Regions from separate parts of the Sus scrofa genome. Here regions 1 and 3 are each linked to region 2. Evidence: chromatin contacts called from public Hi-C and HiChIP or PLAC-seq data. All regions are on one chromosome and are shown on one strand. The core of a region is the stretch at or near the end of the contact, and the rest is flanking DNA. Distances in the headings are between cores, read along the strand shown.

What was found. Hi-C and Micro-C count contacts between places; a contact is called where the count stands out from the background. HiChIP or PLAC-seq counts read pairs in DNA pulled down with a chosen protein or histone mark.
Region 1: a contact with region 2 is called in a Hi-C map of liver, with 6 times the contacts expected there. The contact joins the promoter of TCP1 here to the promoter of WTAP in region 2. A contact is called at or near these places in 1 of 5 promoter capture datasets (liver), 18 of 47 Hi-C or Micro-C datasets (alveolar macrophages, blood, embryonic fibroblasts and 11 more) and 2 of 2 datasets of contacts at active chromatin or transcription factors (alveolar macrophages and skeletal muscle).
Region 3: an H3K27ac HiChIP or PLAC-seq map of skeletal muscle shows a contact between it and region 2. The contact joins the promoter of ACAT2 here to the promoter of WTAP in region 2. A contact is called at or near these places in 3 of 47 Hi-C or Micro-C datasets (adipocytes, epiblast stem cells and fetal heart ventricle) and 2 of 2 datasets of contacts at active chromatin or transcription factors (alveolar macrophages and skeletal muscle).

The regions. Positions count from the first base shown.
Region 1 is chr1:7,588,548-7,591,418 of Sscrofa11.1, forward strand. It overlaps TCP1 (t-complex 1), which reads left to right and starts at 1,593. Exons shown (of 12, transcript NM_001243427.1): 1 at 1,593-1,841. The coding sequence starts at 1,778. It overlaps MRPL18 (39S ribosomal protein L18, mitochondrial), which reads right to left and starts at 1,490. Exons shown (of 4, transcript XM_003121109.4): 1 at 1,365-1,490; 2 at 144-330. The coding sequence starts at 1,440.
Region 2 is chr1:7,650,245-7,653,005 of Sscrofa11.1, forward strand. WTAP (WT1 associated protein) reads right to left here and starts at 1,347. Exons shown (of 8, transcript NM_001244241.1): 1 at 1,166-1,347. It overlaps LOC102157641, which reads left to right and starts at 396. Exons shown (of 5, transcript XM_013992444.2): 1 at 396-399; 2 at 525-690; 3 at 791-963; 4 at 1,037-1,847. The coding sequence starts at 396.
Region 3 is chr1:7,611,287-7,614,174 of Sscrofa11.1, forward strand. ACAT2 (acetyl-CoA acetyltransferase, cytosolic) reads right to left here and starts at 1,575. Exons shown (of 9, transcript XM_001928345.4): 1 at 1,414-1,575; 2 at 565-699. The coding sequence starts at 1,468.

The DNA of each region.
Region 1 (2,871 bases), core at 343-2,842, 61 kb before region 2:
CCTCACCCCAGATCCACTACAAGTTGGCTTTCTGAGGGAAGAGTCGCCAGCCATACCTGTCACAGTCCTTAAAAGAACGGGTGAAAGCAATTTGTAGGGCACCTTGCACCGCTCTGTGGTCAATAACTAGCAGACTTAATTACCTGTGCCAGAACTCACGGGACGGCCACACTGTCCCCCAACCCCGCTCTTTTCTGGCTACTGCTAAGAGCTCCAAATTCCGGGGGTTCCGGTTGGTGAACTCTGGGGCAACAGCTTCATTTTCCACAGGGTCCGTTTCAGGGTTCGTCGCTGGCTTACAACTGGTTGAGAGCGCTGCCGCCCGACACCCTAAGAATGGAATCAACCACGATGATCTCACAAAATGATGAATTCGACAACACAGGGATATGATCTAACCTGTCCCCATCCTCTCTCCTCAGTCTTTGAGCGCAAGAAAGGGGACAAAAAGCTGTGTGGACACGGGGTGTGGTCATCACAGCCATTGGTCTGCAACTTTCTACTAGAGCCATCACAATTAACTGGTTTACTTTTCGATGGGGAATGTCGACTACGAAATACGACTTGCATGTGCACACTGGTTGTGCGAACCTGGGGAGAAATCTAAGAGAAGTGGTAAGATGAATTACCCGGGTTCCTGCAAATCGACAACAACGCCCAGAATCGCGACCGAAGCGCCATCGTTGAGGGAATCGCAAACAAAGCCTCGGGCAGACCAGGCCTCTTTCCTCACTGGGGTCCCAGAGGTTCGCTGGGCGCAGCCATGTTTACTTAGGGAAAAGCCTAAGGCTCACGTAAGGTCATCGACGCCTCGACAGGAACCAACAAGCCCCCCGCCGCTGAGTGGTAGAGAGTGCAATCTGTCATCTCCGTTCCTCCAATCAGCGCTTACGCTGGGGGCGCACGCAGGCGTCGGAACCAACCAAACACTTAGCAGCAACAAACTTCCGGGGAGGGCGCGAGCCGTTAAGTAGAGGACGCTTGTTGTCGGCGTCCGGCGTCTCGGGCACGCAAGGCAGCATGTGTTCTCTCTTTGGGCCCTCGGGTTGGAAGGCGTGGATTGACCATTGTCAGGCACCCCTCTCCACACACGTGGGGGAGAAGGGGCAACGCAGGACGCACGCCCTTCTCTTTAAAAAGGGTGGCTGTCGTTTTCCCGTAGGGCCCATGGAAAACCTTGCCCCGTCCCATCCAGATTCGAGCTTTTACTTATGAGTCCGGAAACAAAAAGAGACTCGCTGCGTGCTCTTCGTGCGAGCTCCATTTAAAGGAAAACAAACTATAAACAAAGACTCGGAACCCCAGGTCTACCTCAAACGGCCCCGCCCACCCCGTCCCCCGTCACTCTCCAAGCCCCGCCTTACCTTTTCTAGAAGGCACTAGAAAGTGCAAACGCGCGTGCGCAACCTGTTTCAGAGGAACGCTTGAGCGTAGCACCATCTTCCGCCAGCGGTCCAAGTTCCTGACTTCCGACCTCCTACCTTCGCGCCGTTCTCATTCGCTTTCTAATTGGGCGAACGGCTGGACCCGCCCTCCTTCCGGCTCCTTACTTCCTGCGCGTTCAAGCTTCTCGAACCCTCCGCCCCCACCTTTCTTTCCCGTCCTGCCCCGCGGCCTGGCCGGGGCGTGGGGCGGTGCTGGTGAGCGAGGAGCGGCGTTCCCAGCATCCTCCGCGGCGCCGCTGAGGACCGTTCCACGCCGTTGCCGCCCGGCCGGAGCACCGCGCCGCAGGTTGCCCTCGGTGTGCCCGAAACTCGACGTGTACCCTGCCGCGAGGATGGAGGGGCCTTTGTCCGTGTTCGGGGACCGCAGCACTGGGGAGGCGATCCGCTCCCAGAACGGTAAGGGCGGGCGAGGCCTGTCTGGGGCCCGCAGCGGTGCGCCGGATTCCCCTCGGCCGTCGTCCTTTTGCCTTTTCTCTCCGAAAAGGGGCCCCCGGGAGGCGCCAGCGCGGGATCGCAGCCCCGGCCGGCCTCTCCGCTTCGGGGTGGCGGCGCCCTCTTCCCGGAGGGAAGGAGTTCCCAAGAGCCGGCACGTTTTTAACGGGAACCGCTCGGATGCTGCGGTCGGCCGGGGAGGCCCGGCCCTGGGCCTGAGAAGCACTCCCCGGCCTGGCGAGGGTTCCGCGCACTGACACGTGCGGCCACGCCTTGAGTTCTTGGGGCCGGTGCCCCGCGCGTTTGGGGCGTCCATCCCAACTTCTGGGTCTCATTTTAGCGTTGCTGATCAGAAAAGACAGCCTTAATTGCTGCTCTTATTGGTGAGCGAATGGCCCCACAGTTCAGAAGACAAGCCCGTTGCACACCACCGGTTGTCATCTGGAGTTAGATGCGGTGTCCCCACCTGTCGTTGGTCACATTTGGTAATAGTTGGCTAATGAAATTTGTTGAATGTTAGGGTAAGATTAAAATGAGTTTATCTACTGAACTTCAGCCCGTTAAAGCATTTGTGGTTGAGCCTCTCTTGAGACTGTTTACACTTTGAAGCCCTGCATGCCAGGTTCCAGCCGGTCTCTAGTCGATCTTAGGGTTATTTTGATAGATTCCTACGTGATTTTTGTAGTGGTGGAGTTTGTAGTATAGTCATAACCTCTGGATTTCTGCTTTTTTGAGTCACAGATAAAGGATTATTAATCTCAATAGACCTTTTTTTCTTTAAAAGAGTTGCCAGAACGTGCAGGAAAAGGCTTAAATATATATTTATCTTTTTCTGTTTTGTGTGATGTGACAGAACCTGAAATGACTAGTAGATATATTTTTTTAATTGTATGCAGCAATTAAGTGGATATTCACTTGGCACCTGTTTTGCAGTTGAATTCAAACTGAACTTTACTGGTTACTCTCCCTCCCCATCAGAGACTTTAGCTAATTT
Region 2 (2,761 bases), core at 97-2,596:
AAAGTGCAAAAAACCCGCTTAGAACTTGGGGTGAAAGACCTGTGACTTCCACTTTTCTTCTTCAGCAATGGAATTAATTAAATTCTGAGATGGAAAACGAGAGGAGCAACTCAGGACTGTAACATACCCATGGAAGTATTTTTCTATCTCGGGCAAAAGAACAGTTTCCTACTTCACAATCAGGGTTCCTTAGGATTTTCACATAGTCCTTTGGGATCAAACAGCCAAGTGACTTCATCAAAACAAGAACCTGGACTTTCCCACTGAGGTGTTCCCCACTGACTAGAGAAACAGGGTTCTAAGAAATTAAAAACAGCTTTATAGGAATCCAAGACGAGAGTTTAAAATGCTATGAAGATCTCGGGCTCAAAAGAGCATGTATTTTAAAAACCACGATGCGTGCAATCATTTGAAAATGGAAGTCCACAAGAAAACGCAGCGGCGGTAATACCCCACTGCGCGACGTGAAATTCGGTCAACGAACGCTGCTTTCCCTCCCCTGCTGAGCTCGTGGGTGCCGCCAGACCGCGGGATCCGCTCGAAAGGAGGTGGGCGCCGGCGGCACCGAGGCGGGGACGGGACGCGCGCCGAGGGGGCGGCCTCCCGGTGCCGCCGGCCCGCGGGAGCGCCCACCTCGCCCTCGGGCCCGGAGACGGAGAGCGAAGGTAAAATGGCCTCGGGGCGGCGGAAGTGTGCCCGCAGCAGGAAGGCGGCGCGGCTAACGGGAGGCTGGCGGGCCCGGGGACCCCGAGTCGCCCTCCGTGCCCTGTCCGCCCCTTTGCCGGGCCAGGCGGCCGCGCCTCAGCCCCGGGGACCCTGAGGTCCTCGCCGCCGCTCTGGCCGGGGCCCGGCCCGCACCTACCTCTCCGGACGGAGGCCGCGCGGGCGCCGCCCAGTCACATAGGCCGACCGCGCGCCGCCGCTCGCTGCCCGGGCCGCCCGACCGCGCTGCCGCCGGCCCCCGCGCGCCTCCTCCCGCCGCAGCCCTGGCGCTCCCCTTTATTTGCGGGTCTCGCTGCCACAAAATGGCGCTGAGGGAGGAAGCGAGGCCCCGTCGCCCCACCCCCTTCCCCGCTCCTCCCGCCGCGCCGCCCCGCCCCGCGCCGCCGCCGCCGCCGGCGCCCGCCCTTCTCCATCCCGCCATGTTCGCGCTCGGCCCGCTCACCGACGAGTCACCTCCCGGACGCGGACGCAGCGACCCGCCCGCCAGGCCCCGCCGCGGAGAGGAAAGACGAATGGAAGGCGCCCGCTGGGGGCCTCGAGGCGCTCGGGGAGGAGCTGCGCCTAGTGGCACGGCCCGCGGCCGCCCCAGCGCTTCCAGCTCGGCGGGGGCGGGGAGGGAAGCGGGCCGCGGGGAGGGGTGAGCCGCGAGGTCGCAGGTCAGCCGCGGGGCATCACGGGAAGGCCGGCGGGGGTCGCGCTCGGTGGCGCTGGTTGGACGCGCTCGCTGGGCCACCTGCGGCTGCAGCGCGGCCTCTGGCGGAGGAATCTGGGCGAAGGCGGCGCGTGATTGGCCGCGTCTTGGTGCAGCTCCCAGCCGTGGTGCTTCCGCGTGCTGGCGGCCAGGTGCGACCTCGGCAGCGGGCCGTGGGCTGGGCGGCTGGGCAGTGTGGACTCCGCGAGGCCTCACTAGGTTTTGAGAATTTAGAAACCGGGGCTCCCTCTTTCTTCGGGAAGGACGGCCTCTTGGACGCTTGGTTTGTCCCCGCCTTGACATCTCGAGGCGCAACCGGGGAGCTATTGTTGTCTAGCGGAGAGGTTGTGCGTATGTCAGCAGCCCTAGGGGCACCTTGGTCATCCAGAAACAAGGGACCGGAGAACCTTGGAAGGTTTTTGAACCTAGTAATGTAAGTTTTAAAATTTGAATATATTCAGGTAATTCTTTTAATTTGGCTGGTATTATCTAGCCTTACCCAAACCATTTATCCTCAGGACGTGTGCTGGAATGAGATAATCTATAAGGATAGTATTAAAGTGTGTTCAAAGACCAAAATCCGAAGAGAAAAATGGGCAAGGCATGAATAGACATTTCACACCAAAGAACAGCAATGATCCTTAAATATGAACGGTTGTTTGTCCTCGCGCGTAATGGAAATGCACATTGGAATTCTACGAATAAACCGTGCTCATTAACCTTCTGGTAGGAATTGGAAAGTGATTCAAGCCCTATGGAGTACCAAGATTATATATGCACTTATTCACATGTCTTGCAAATTCCACCTCTAACCCTAACCTGATTCTGAAAATACATCCTCACATACAGAAATAACATGTAGGCAAGGTTTCTTGTTGCACTGTCCTCACAGAAGTTTAGAAATCGGAGTTCCTGTTGTGGCTCAGCGGTTAACAAACCCAACTAACATCCATGGGTTCGATCCCTGGCCTCCCTCAGTGGGTTATGGATCTGGCGTTGCTGTGGCTGTGGTGTAGGCCGGCAGCTACAGCTCTGATTTGACCCCTACCCTGGGAACCTCCGCATGCTGCGGGTGCAGACCTAGAAAGACCAAAAAAAAGAGAAAAAGAAATAACCCATATGTCCGTTAGTAGGGAACTGGCTATACATGATCCATCCCTACCATGGGGTATGGGATACAGTACAACCATAAAGTATGAGGATAATATTTATGTGTTGCTATGAAATGCATCCCAACCTATATGGAAAATTGGAAGCATATCTTAGAAACAGTAAAAATGGTCATTCATCTAGGAGTTCCTGCTGTGGTGAAACTGGCAAAGGTTGGGGGGGGCATCATGGGAGCAT
Region 3 (2,888 bases), core at 325-2,824, 39 kb before region 2:
CTTTAGGGAACTATGAAAGGCCCTGCATATACATTCTCTCATGCTTCAGGCTGATCCTGCTTCTAAAAACTGAAAAAGCAGGAAAAGATGGTGATCCAGGATCGCTCTATTTTTTTCTTTTTAGGGCCACACCCATGGCATATAGAGTTCCCAGGCTAGGGGTCCAGTAGGAGCTGTAGCCACTGGCCTTTGCCACTGCCGCAGCCACAGCCACGCTAGATCTGTACCATGTCTGCGGTCCACCACAGCTCACAGCAACGCTGGATCCTTAACCCTGAGCGAGGCCAGGGACTGAACCTGCGTCCTCATGGATGCTAGTCAGATTCACTTCCACTGAGCCACGACCGGAACCCCTAAGGAAAAGTATATTAAAGACGCTTAGTGTTCTGCTGAGAGAAGCTATTGATGGGGCTTGGCACAGGGACACCACGGAGTATTCTAACAGAGAGAACGCCGTCAGCAAACGTGCACAGACAAGAACTTAAGTTTCTGTGTGTTTGGAGGGGAGGGTTAATGGGCTGTTTCTAATAAACCTGACTTCTGCCTGGGTCACTGTGGAGTTACCTGCTGTCAAAACGTGTCCAAATATGACCTCTGATACCTCCTTGGGATCCACATTGGCCCTCTTCAGGACCTCTCTGATGACAGTCGAGCCCAGGTCATGGACAGGAACGGTGGACAAAGCACCATTGAAGGAGCCTAGAACAGAAGGGAAGGCGAGGGCAATGGGGAGGGCGCCCAGGGCAGCGGGAGCTGGCGGACCGGCGCTTTCCCCCTGCACAGGCGCCCACCGCAGCTCGTCCGGGCACAGAGAGGGGCGTGTGTGACTCGCAGCAGACGCACCCCGGGCAGGTGCCCCCCAGGGCGCGCCGGGAGGCTGCGGACCTGCAGAAAACCTGCCCATCCATTCCCGAAGTCTGAGAGGATGGGCGCAGCCCACGCCTCCCTAACAAAAAGGTTGACACTCTAGCGCATCCGGGACTCTTGAAATCTACACCGACACTGGGCAATTCTCACTAATCCTCCTTTACCTAACGCGACTCCTGCCCAGCGACCCGGCTGGGTCCACCGTCTCCATGCGCCTGTGGCCACAGGGCCGAGGTGGCGCTTCCAGGAGCTGGCCAATGAGGAGCGTCGCGAGAGAGCGACTCTCTTCGCCTCGCAACGGGACAGGCGGAGGGCGCAGTGGTCCCACCCAGGAAGCCAATCAAAGCACTCGGAATAGACAGGCCCTCACCAGGCGAGGAGGGGGGCGGGGAAACCCGACCGGCCGAGGAAGGCGCGAGACGGCGGGTTCCGAGGGTCCCGGAGGGCGAGGGGGGAAGTCCGGGGGGCGGGGAAGGGTGGGGTCCCTGAGATCCGGCCCGGCCGAGCTCTCAGCTCAGACCCCCGCCAGGCTTGCCGATCGCTCACCTATGACGGTCCGCGCCGCCGAGACGATGACCACGGGGTCCGAGCCTGCACTCATCCTTCTGCACAATCGAGCTCCTCCCGAGCTGGTGTGGACTCCACGCCGCGAGCGAGTGAGCAAAGCCCCGCCCTGCGGCTGAGAAGGCAACCCGGGGGGCGGGGCCTCAGACAGCTCTCCGCCCCCTCCTCCGCGGGCGCCAATGCGCAGGCGCGAGGGCGGAGTCGGGCGGGGCTGAGGGGGCCGCGGTCCCAGGACGCGCTGGTGGACCTCGGACACAGGCCTAAGCCCACCGCCAGTGTGGAGTTTAATCTGAGCAGCCCGGCGTTGTCGTTCCTGTCTTGACGTTTTTATTTGGGGGGATAAGGTTGTCTATTTTGAGCTTAGGTGGAGTCCTGCCACCTGCAGGCCTGCGGGCGGTTCTCATGTGCTTTTTGCTCGCTCTCGTGGCTTCCAAAGTTCTTTTGTGTTAATTCACTTAGGGGTTGACTTGGTTCTCTGGACTCCGCGCCCTTCTGTGGGGTTGGCCTTCTTAGCCTGGAAGATGAGCTGTAGCGGTGTGTGAGGAAGTCGCAGTGACTCAGTGTCCCCCAGATAAAGGGGTCCTCTGGTTGACAAGAGGGACAGTCTGGAAGGAGAGGAGCGTTAATAACAGGTTGGATCACTCTTCTGTTTAAAACCTTTTCCAATCTCCTATCCCCTACTGGGCAAGGTTCAAAATCTGTCAGTTTCCTTGGGAACCTCAATGCCTGGCCCCAGTCACTTTCCAGTCTCAGCTCTGGCTATTTCCCGTGGACGCAATCCTCAATGTAGTCTAATCTCCCAGAGCTCCCAGGGAGAGGTCTTGTTTTGTCTTTTTCTTCCGCTCTTTTTTTTTTGTACTTTTGTTTTTTATCGCAGAACCTGTGTCATATGGAAGTTCCCAGGCTAGCAGTCAAATTGGATCTACAGCTGCTAGCCTAGGCCACAGCCATAGCCTCGCCAGATCTGAGCCACATCTGCGACCTACATCACAGCTCCCAAGGCAATGCTGGATCCTTGACCCACTGAGCTAGGCCAGGGATTGAACCTGAGTCCTCATGGATACTAATCGGGTTCTTAACCTGCTCAGCCGCAAGGGGAACTCCAGTCTTTTGTTGTTGTTGTTGTTGTTGTTATTGTTGCTATTTCTTGGGCCGATCTCGCGGCATATGGAGGTTCCCAGGCTAAGGGTCGAATCGGAGCTGTAGCCACCGGCCTATGCCAGGGCCACAGCAACGCGGGATCCGAGCCGCGTCTGCAACCTACACCACAGCTCACGGCAACGCCGGATCGTTAACCCACTGAGCAAGGGCAGGGACCGAACCCGCAACCTCATGGTTCCTAGTCGGATTCGTTAACCACTGCGCCACGACGGGAACTCCGGGAACTCCAGTCTTATTCTCTCTAGCACCTGGGACAGTGTTGGACACACAGTAGGGACTTGCTTAATGCTTATCAA